2 separate regions of the Oryctolagus cuniculus genome follow, and region 2 is linked to region 1. The links are chromatin contacts, called in public Micro-C maps. All regions are on one chromosome and are shown on one strand. The core of a region is the stretch at or near the end of the contact, and the rest is flanking DNA. Distances in the headings are between cores, read along the strand shown.

The links. A called contact is a pair of places that touch in the nucleus more often than the background predicts.
Region 2: a contact with region 1 is called in a Micro-C map of ear pinna, with 10 times the contacts expected there. The contact joins two enhancer-like sites. A contact is called at or near these places in 5 of 6 Hi-C or Micro-C datasets (ear pinna, embryonic fibroblasts, psoas muscle and 2 more).

What each region holds. Positions count from the first base shown.
Region 1 is chr2:111,739,166-111,744,409 of mOryCun1.1, reverse strand. No RefSeq gene overlaps it. Among named protein-coding and RNA genes, the nearest start is that of MRPS5, 31 kb to the right of the region's middle. Within about 2 kb of position 2,484, at least 2 of the 8 cell types and tissues checked have an H3K27ac peak or open chromatin away from gene starts, as enhancers often do.
Region 2 is chr2:111,789,796-111,795,039 of mOryCun1.1, reverse strand. No RefSeq gene overlaps it. Among named protein-coding and RNA genes, the nearest start is that of MAL, 5.8 kb to the right of the region's middle. Within about 2 kb of position 2,234, at least 2 of the 8 cell types and tissues checked have an H3K27ac peak or open chromatin away from gene starts, as enhancers often do.

The DNA of each region.
Region 1 (5,244 bases), core at 1,235-3,734:
ACTTCCTGTCCAGCTCTCTGCTATGGCCCAGGATAGCAGTAGAAGATGCCGCAAGTGCTTGGGCCCCTGTACCCACGTGGGAGACCCAGAAGAAGCTCCTGGCTCCTGGCTTTGGATCAGCGCAGCTCTGGCTCTTGCGGCCATCTGGAGAGTGAACCATCGGATGGAAGACCTCTCTCTTCTCTCTGTGTAACTCTTTCAAATAAATAAATAAATCTATAAAAATTTAAAAAAAAAAAAAAAAAAGAAGAAGAAGAAGAAGAAGCTTTGTGGAGGGCTCCTGTGGAGAGCCAGGTTTGGAAACTGCTGACTCAGAAGGTACCAGAAGGTGCTGGCCTCAGCCTCATCGGCATTAACATGGGGGTCTTGGGGACTACAGGGGCAGCCTGGAACTTACCGCCAGCCCCCAATGTCTGGTCTAGCCACCATGAAGCAGGAAGGTCTTTGTGCACACTGCCAAGTCCAGCTCTCCCTGGAGAGTTGGGCGGCTCTGGTTTCAAAAACCTGTGGCTTTGACCCTGAGGGCCCCAGGGACAAGACCTGAGCCTGTGGCCATCGTCTGCTCTGTGGTGCTGCTTTTCAGATACATGTGGGTGTACTTGCGGTGCCTGCCTCACAACACTGCTGAACTCACGGCAGAATTTCACAGGTTTTGTTTTCCTCTGTCCACCAAAACTGTACTTCCTACCAATATGTGTCTTGGGGCCAATCTGAATTTCTTTTCAGTATTAAGCAGGGACTTTCATAGCTGGACAAGCTGAGAAGTCCTAGGACGGGGGCCATGGCTGTGGGGCTAACGAGCAGCTGGGTGGCTGCTGCCCTGGCTACTGGGCATCCCAGATGGTTGACCAGCTGGCCTGGGGTGCTCTCCAGGACTTGAGTCATCCTGGCCTGTGACAATGAGAGGAGGACTCAGGGACTGGGACAGGGACAGGGTGAGCCTTTTAACCACAGAACTGCCTGGGGTAAGGGGTAGGCCACCAGGACTCCTAGCCTAGGGGACTTCTTCCATCTTGACACTTGGGGCTGACTCTTGGATTCTCAGGGCATTTCTCTGTGTGTCCAACTCTGAGTGGAAGGTTCAAGCCTTGTGCCAGACCCACAAAGACATTGTGAACGAGCCATCAACTCTGACCAGCCTTGTGGCCAACCTCATGACACATGCCTAGGTGTGAGCAGAAGCAGAAGGAGGATTTGAAGGACAAGGTTAGGATCAGAGGCTCAAATCGAAATTGCTGCTGAAGGTCCCGTGGCTCCTGGCTGGGAGGAGCAGGCTTTGTTCCTGGGAGTCCCAAGGGCATAAGAAGCCCTGAAATCCTGACCTCTTGAGAGCATGCACAGGCACCTCAGGTGTGTGTGAGGGTAAAAGACAGCATGTACCTGGACCCTCGGAGCCCCTGTTCTCACAGTCCCATGCACCTGGACCCTCAGAGCCCCTGTTCTCACACCCCATGCACCTGGACCCTCGGGGACCCCTGTTCTCACACCCCATGCACCTGGACCCTCAGAGCCCCTGTTCTCACACCCCATGCACCTGGACCCTCGGAGCCCCCTGTTCTCACACTCTTGGAGCCCCTGTTCTCACAGCCTCATGCAACTGAACCCTCGGGGCCCCTGTTCTCAACCCTCGGAGCCCCCTGTTCTCACAGCCATATTCACCCCACAGCAGGAGAACACCTCAGGTAGCTTTGTTCTGGCTCCTGCCAACCAGCATCCTGTTTTGCTCGAAGGTACATGACAGCTCGTGCTCCCGTTTTCAGAAGTTTTGCTGTTTGTTCTTGGGCACGCTTCCACCTCCAGGCCCTGGAAGGCCCCTTCCCTGCTCCGGTGCTTTGAAGCGGTTTCTTCCAAAGCCACAGCTCAGATCTCAGATCGGCTCCGTTTCAACAGGAAGAAGGGAGGGGCGGGCAGGACAGAGGCTGGAGCAGGCCCTCCCTCTGCTGCAGGCTGTCAGCTCCAAGGGGCTGTGAGGATGGAGGAATGGCAGGTGGGAGGGAGCAGAGGACAAGGGCTACTGGATGCTGGGTCACAGCCCCCACCCCCAGCCTAGAGGTGGGGCTAAAGCCCCCAGGGCAGGTATGGAGGACAACTGGGGAGTGCAGGGGGACCTGTGCTCCCCAAGCATTCAAGCCGGACTGGGAAAAGCATGGCTGCTGGCATTCCCTTGGGGACTGTGGGAGGGACAGTACAACATTCGGCAAGGAGGGGCGAGGCAGGCAGAGGACGAGGCAGGGGGCAGGGTCGGGAAGTGCTGGCCCTGGACAGCTGGGGATCTCCTCTAACGACCACCACCACGGTGGTGGTGACAATAGCAAAGGGCCTGAGTGACAGTCAACCGCCCTTTGTCAGGACAGAGACCCTGAAGGCTTCCCTGAGCTACATGAAAAGCAGGACTCACAGAATGGTTTCTGTTTGACCTTGGCTGTGCTGGTGGCCGTTTCCCCTGGCACTTGCCCACGTGATTTCTCCCAGCTCGGTCTTAGGAGGCAGAAAGAACTGGCTCTGGGCTGCTCTCCTTGGCCCGGAGGGTGAGGTGGCTTTAAGAGCACCTGCTCACCAGAGTCTTGGGGAGCTGACTCTCTTCAAGCAGGTGCATTTGTAAAATGAAGACCCTGGCCGCTTTATTCTATTGCTCCAGTGTTCTTAAAGGGACAGCTCCTGCTCTGTGTTGACTGGGCAGGAATTGAGCTGTTTTCCCGGGGATCAGACAAAAATAAAAGGACCCTGCTCTGCGGGCACACACACACCGCACCCTCCTCGGACGCCCCCTGGTGGTGAGGGGCAGGTCTCTCTCCAGGGAATCCCCGCAGCCAAACAAGAACTCTTCCAAGCGAGGGCAGGTAGCCGGTGTTCCTCCAGCGGGGGGCCTGTTACCATTTGTCGAGGCCAGCGAGAGTCAGGATCGGAGCCCCTTAATCCTGACACTGCCAGGCCGCCCGCTCAGCCCCAGGGACCACTTGGTCTATAGCCTCGTTATAAAGATGGGGAGGCTGCGGACCCAGAAGAAGCAGCGGTCGCCGCAGACCACACAGCGCTCTCTTTGTCGTTCACTTGCGGAAGACGTGGCAGAAACTGGATCCTGTACCTCATTATTTAAAAAAGAAAACTCGCGTGTTCGGTCTGCGCCACCCCCGCCCGCGGCCCTGGTGTGCTCACTCCGTGCCGGCCCTGGGAAGCGCTCCAGCGTTTTCCCACCGCAGGCCATGTTCACCCCCCAGCCGCTCTCGCCCGAGGTCCGCCCCTGTCCCCAGGTCGTCCCCGGAGGGGCACCCCCGTCTGCGGGGCGCCCGCGGCCATCAAGCACCTCGCGCCTGGCCGGGAGCCACCCAGGTTCCCAGCCCGGGGGGCTCCGTGCCCCCACCTCGGCCAGCGCCTGGTCCCTGCGCCCCGCACAGCCCCTCCAGCTTCGGCAGTGAGCCAGCCCAGGCCCCCCACCCCCACCCCGCTCACAGCGACCCGCGCTCTTCTGCCCCGTGCAAGACCCTCCGCTGCGCAGGGCTCCCCGACCCTGGGGCTTCCGCCTAACTCGGAGCTGGGCTTCCCCTCTCTGCACCTGCAGAAAGAGCCGCGGATGGAGGACCTGACCCAGGAGCGCTCAGCAGCCCAGGCGCGCCTGCAAACCTGCCCAGGCACCTTCAGCAAGCTGTTTAATCAGGGAATCTCAGCCCTCCAGGGCTTTGGTTTCCGTACGGATGTGGATTGCAACACTGTCTACACCATGTTTAAATGCTCAATAAATGCCAGCCATCACCGTGCTCATTGTAAAAAAAAAAAAAAAAAAGTAAATCGCAGCACACATTTTCACACCAGACAATATTCTTGGTAAGAGTGAAGCTCTCAATCAACAACATTCAAGTAATGAGCAGATCTCAGGGTCCTTGATGTGGCTAGGCAGAGACAGGCAGCGGTGGTGGGGTCGGGCCCGTGAGGAGCTGAGCCCAAGTACACCCCAAAGGACCAGCTGGGGCTGTCCTGTACGGCCCGGGGCTGCATTCTCATTGCAGCCAATTTTGCCTTTTGCTGAGAGGAGCCTCTCTCTGGACTCCAGGGGGAACCCGGTTCCCCCCTCCCCCCATCTGGAAGGCACCACCGCCTGGTGCATGGTTGTTCCCCCCTGCAGCCCAGCAGCCAGAGCTTAGGAGAGGAAGAAAAGTGAGATGCGACTGTGATTCCTCTAAGACAACCTTTGTAGTGCAAAACTGAAAGCTTAAGGTGAACCTTGTGCTAGTAGGTACTTTGCACTCCTGAAGATCTCACATCTCACATTTCAAACAAGAATGGTTCATCCATCTGGCAGACAAGACTCTCTAACTGCAAAATAGTTCACTGAGAGGAAAGAGAGGTTCCTACTAGAATCGCCGATTTCCACATTGCAACATTGAATACCAGAGGCTATGTGGGGAGCGCTCCCTGCCCCCTGGTGGTTGTAACGTAACTTTAAAATGGTTTTAATGAAGTTTAACAAACTGTATGCTTATAGGCTTTGATAAGCTTTGACACATGCATGTACTGTGAAATCACAACCAATATAACAAACATATCTGCCAGCCCCAAAGTTGCCTCAGACCTCTTGGTAACCCTTTCCCACGCTTATCGCCTGCTCGCCTTAGTAGGATCTGCCTTGTTACTATGAAATTCTAGAATTTCACATAAATGGAATCATACAGCGTGTGCTTACTTATCTGTCTGGCTTCTTTCACTCCACATAATCATTTTGAGATTCATCTATGTTGTATATTAACAGTGCATTCCTGTTCACTGCCCCAGTAGTAATCCATTGTAACATGTATGGCTATACCAGAATTTGTGTATCCATTCGCACATTCATGTACATTTGCATTGTTTCATCTGTTACAAATGAAGCTGCTACGAACACTTACATACCAGTCTCTAATAAATAAATCTTTAAAAATAAATAAATAAATAAATAAATAGCAAGTATAGTGTTAACATTTTAAGAAACTGCCGAATTATTTTCTGGGCTGTACCATTTTACATTCCCACTGGCAATATGAAGTTGGTTGTCCCATATCTTCACCAACATCTGATGTAAGAATGTTCAATTTTTAGGCATTCTTTAAAAAAAAAAGGTTTTACTTATTTGAAAGGCAAAGTGACACACAGAGAGGGAAAGCCAGAGATAGAAGGATCCTCCACCCACTGATTCACTCCCCAAAAGGCCGTGAGAGGCAGGGATGGGCAAGGCCAAAGCCAGGGGCCTGGATCTCCATCCAGGACTCCCAC
Region 2 (5,244 bases), core at 985-3,484, 51 kb before region 1:
GCAGAAGAGAAAGCCAGAGGCCAAGGTTCAGAGCCAGCGGCCTCCTGAGTGGCTGGTTCCTTCTCGCAGGAAGGCAACCTAAGCCCCAGGGAGCTGTAACAATGACCTTGTGGCCAGAGGCAGCCCAAGCAAGCCAAGAGCGTGGGGTGTTCACCTGCCCCTGGGGACAGTGTGCATGCTGCTTGTCCTGGCCTCAGGGAGGACAGGCCTCTGTCCAGCCAGGCTGGCTCCACTTAGGGGTAGGGAAGAGAAAAATGGGGAGCTCGGGGGGGTCAGGGTCATCTTCCCTATCAGCCAGGTGGGCAGCATCCGGGCATTTCTGGCAGGGCTAGGGGACTCGTTTCCTATGCGTGCCTTCCTTTATTGGGCTTTTCAATTACAGGTCTACGTCCACTGTTTAAAGAAAAAGCGACGTTCCTCTCCTGTCCTCACCCCACCTGTCCCCACCCTCCGATGCTGCCCATGCTGAGAAAAGTGTGGCTTCTGCCCCATCAGGTGCTTCTCTACGCATTGCAAACATCACCCGGGCTGCAAAGGCCCGGTCTGCACGGTCAGAACCGCTCAGCACCCACGCTGGGCTCGGCGGATGAGGGCCAGTCGTCCTCACTGCCCCCGTGGCTCCCCTCCACTCTCATCACAGACTCCGGAGTCCCCACGACTCTGCCCGGCAGCGATGTTTTCTTTTCTGCATGGTTGAAGCTTTCTGATTTCCCTGGGCGGCTCCACAGGCTCTCCCCCTGTTGCTTTTGGCTCTGTGTCAAGCGCTCTGCGCTGGCCCAGCACTCCAAGGACTGCAGCAACACAGCGCTCTGCTGGCCTCCACTTCCTTCCCCTGGGGAGAATTCACACTGACCTGGGCAGAGGCCCCCAGCCTGGAACGCCTGCAGGTGCAATGGCCTCACCTCCACCTCTCAGGCTGGGGCGTGGCAGCCGGAGGGCGTGTCCAGGTGGGAAGGAGTGGATGTCCACTTGGCCTCTTGGTGGAAACAGCAGCTCTGAGAGGCTCCTCCATGGAAGTTCTCCATCGCAACATGCAGAGAGGAAATGTGTTGCCTTGATTTGGAGGAATCAAGGAGCCTTCGGACGATGCTTTTTGTTCTGTAGTCTAAGCATGTGGGTCTAGTTTTCCCGACAGAAAACGGGAATGCTGTGAGTGACACGCGAGGCAGCCAGCGCCTGCCCACTGCTGTGGCCGCTCAAGGGGTCTGAGGTCAGGCGGGCCAGGTGGCTGCTTTCTCTAGAACCTGAGTTCCTGGTCATCAGCAAAGGGGACACGCCCCATGAGGAGGCCATTGGAGGGAGCCCCAAGTAGAAGTATGAGTCTGAGAAACCAGCGCTGTGGCACAGCAGGTTAAGACATCACCTGCAACACCCACATCCCATATGGACGCCAGTTCAAGTCCCGGTTGCTCCACTTCCGATCCAGCTCCCTGCTGATGCACTTGGGAAAGCAGCAGAGGATGGCCCAAGTGTTTGGGCTCCTGCATCCCCGTGGGAGACCTGGACAGGAGTTCTAGGCTCCCGGCTTCAGCCTGGCTCACCCTGGCAGTTGCAGCCATCAGGAGAGTGAACCAGTGCATGAAAGATGCCTCTCTCTGTCTCTCTTTCTCTGTAACTTTGCCTTTCAAACAAATAAGTAAACCTTAAAAAGAAAAAGAAGTGTGAGTTTGAGCGTGGAGTGCCCGGAGGCCACAGTGGCTTCCGGATGCATTTCTAAACTCCGGCGCTTACTGCCCTCAGCGTCCGAGACAGAGAGTCCGGCCGTGTGGCAGCGGCTGACCCGAGGGTGTTGTAAGTGAAACCTGAAAGGCGCTTCCCAGTGCTGCGAGTGCGCCCAGCCCCAAACCTGCCGAGACTGCATTCCTGGGAGCCGCGGCCCGGCCCTGCTCCGTGTGTCTCATGTTTCCCCGCGTTTCGGCCAACTTGGGCCAAATTCCTGGTGCAACTTGCTGAGCAGGTGGCGCGCTCTCAGCTGCAGGCATGAGGTCAGGCCCCTCTCTGGGGCAGAGAGCAGGGAGGGAAGGCCTGCTACTCTGGGAGAAATGGCTACAGTCGAAGTCTGTTTCCTGAGCGTGCGTGCCGTCTGGCCTCTTCTCCAGGGCCTGCCCTTGACCTCTCCTGCAGGTCAAGGCTCTCCTGTCTCCAGGACTTCTGCACGGTGCACTTGGCCTGGTGCCCTCTCTCCCTCTTCGCCCACGTCTGCATTCAACACGACCTCGAAGGCCCCTCTCGCACTGCCCGGCCAGCCTCACCCTTGGCCTCTGTCTTCCCAAGCTTGTGCCAAAGCCTATTCCCTTCCGCCCTGGACTCCCATAGCTGTTCACGTTCTGTCTCAACCATCCCCACCCCACCCCGCCACCTGAGGGCCCCTGACTCTTGTTATTGGTCTCATTACATAAGCTCAAAGCCTGCAGGGTGTGTGCAGTGCCTGACCCCCCCAGGAGACCACAGGGCCCTGGTGCCTGCTGTCTCTGTGTCAGGAAGGTACTGTTCTCTTCACCTGGCTACCTCAGCTCCCTCAGGCCCCCTGGCCCTCGACTGGGCTGGGCTGGGGGAGGTTCAGGGGCTCCCCTTCCAGCACCAAACACTATCTCACATCTAATTTACTGCTTGGTGGACAGCCAGCTCCTGCACTCATAAGTTTCAAAAAGGCAGGAGTCAGTCATCTGCACTGCGTCCTGGTCTCCACATCACCTAGCACTGGCTGAACTTGGACTGAGGAGGGGTGGGGATACTTGAGGGGAGGGGCCTCTATTCAGTTTGCTGTTGCACCTGCAGAGCAAGCACAGAGCTGCTGCCCAAGAAGAGGTCAGAAACAAGGCCCCTTCCTGCAGCCGGCCTTGCCCCAACCTGGCAGAGCCACAGGGCCGTGCACCACCTGCTGTGCCCTGAATGCCACATACCCCCCATCTAATCCCCAAGGAGATGGCATGAGGAGATGGGATCTTCGGCAGGTGGGGCCCTCATGAGAGGGATTGGTACCTTATAAAAGAAGCTGGGGAGGGACCCCTGGCCTCCTCCCCAAAGCAAGAGGTGTGACCTATGAGTCAGAAGGCAAACCCTTGGCAGACACGAGTCTGCCTGCACCTCAGCCTTGCACTTCCCGGCCTACAGATTACTGAAAACTAAGTTCCTTCTGTTCCTAAGCCACCCAGCCCAAGGTATTTTGTCATAGCAGCCTCAAGACCCTACGCTTCAGCATCCGGCCTACAGTGACAGGGAGAGGGACGGCGCAGGCCCAGCCCAGGGGAGGGCCTGGCCAGGTGTCAATCTACACTAGTGTATTCCTTTTGGATGGAACTGCTTAGGAAGCAGGGACTCCATCTTCCCTATTCTCATACCCTCCGCCACTGGCCCCTGTCCAAGAGTCGCCCAGCCAATGCCAGCCACTGCTTTGTGCCCAGAATCGCAGAGGTTGGCGAGGCCGTTCTCAGACTGTCAGAAGAAGCAGAGGTAGAGCACTGCTGTCACACATCGTTACCGGAGGCAGTGAGGCGCACAGCATCCCACGGGCCCAGCAGACAACTGTCCTCTGGCACGCCACACTGCTGCCAGCGGTCAGATTGTGGCATTTTGTGCAGCAGGTGCAGAGGCAGTGGGGACAGAGCCTGCCCCGTGGCCTGGGCAGGTTGCCTCTTGCTCTGAGCCTGTATGGTGCAGTGACACCTACTAGCGAGGCTCCAGGGGTTAAATGAGGCCACAGGGCCCAAGTGCCTGGGGAGCACTCAGTGGGTGCTCAGTGATGCTGAGGCCAAGGCTGCTGTTACTCCCTCTGCCCAGCAGGGGTCCTCAGTGTGGCATGCCAGCTATGGACACGGGTATCTACCAGGCAACTTTGTGGGACAGAAACCCTTGGGCTAAGTGCAAAGAGCTCTTTGAGCTCAGGCCTGCACCCTGACTTCCCCTCCATAAACAGGGCTGGTGATGTCCAACTTCCTCGTGTTTCTGGTTGGGGGAAGAAGTCTCGAGTCCCGGCTGAGCAGAGCTGCCTCAGGACACAAGTGCTCAGGGCCATGCCTGAGATGGCCAAAGACTCGGGTTTGGGGGCCGGCCAATGGTCTCTATGGGGCGTGGCATCTGACTGTCTTGAGCACCCTCTTTTTTGAAAGTTCTGTTTCTGTTTCTCTTCATTTGAAAGGAAGAGCAACACCGAGAGATCTACCCACTGAAGTGTAGCCCCCAAATGTCTGCAATTGTCTAGGCTGGGCCGGGTTGAAGCCGGGAGCCAGGATTCCAGTCCAGGTGCCCCATGTGGACAGCAGGGACCCAAGTACCTGTGCCCTCACCTGCTGCCTCCTAGGGTGCGCATTAGCAGGAAGCTGGATCAGAATCGGGGCAGGGACTCAAACCCAGGCACTGTGACCCGGGAGGCAGGCGTCCCAAGTGACAGCTTTACCGCTACACCAGACGCCTGTCCTCTGGAGCATGGCCTTAACCATGTGCTGTGGTTTGGAGGCACAGCCTCGCTCAGGTTCAAGGCTGAGTGTTGGCCGGCACCGCGGCTCGCTAGGCTAATCCTCCACCTTGCGGCGCCAGCACACCGGGTTCTAGTCCTGGTCGGGGCACCGGATTCTGTCCCGGTTGCCCCTCTTCCAGGCCAGCTCTCTGCTGTGGCCAGGGAGTGCAGTGGAGGATGGCCCAAGTGTTTGGGCCCTGCACCCCATGGGAGACCAGGAGAAGCACCTGGCTCCTGCCATTGGATGAGCGCAGTGTGCCGGCCGCAGCGGCCATTGGAGGGTGAACCAAAGGCAAAAGGAAGACCTTTCTCTCCGTCTCCCTCTCTCACTGTCCATTCTGCCTGTCAAAAAAAAAAAAAAAAAAAAAAAAGGCTGAGTGTCACCAGTCAGCGGCTGTGTGGCCATGGGCAGCCGCTTAACCTTTCTGAGCCTCAACCACCCCATCAATAAAATTCGAGTCATCTGATAGACCTCAAAAACAAATTGCACCTGCTGTTACTGATGCTATTACTTGTCCCATGAGTCTGTCCCTGAACACGTCCCTCTCCCTCAACCCATTCATTCCCTCCTCCTACCCACAGCCTGGAAGCGACCTTTTCCTCCCACAGGCTGGCACAGCAATCATGAATTTCCAGCTTCTAGGGTGTGGAAAACTGCCCTAGGCCATGTTATGAGCTTGACAGGAGCCCCCCAACCCCCACAGACCAATACCTGCATTCACACCCCCTATGCTGCTAGGAAGACAAGAATGGTGCAATGGGTTTATTTTTTTTTTCTTGCCCGAGTT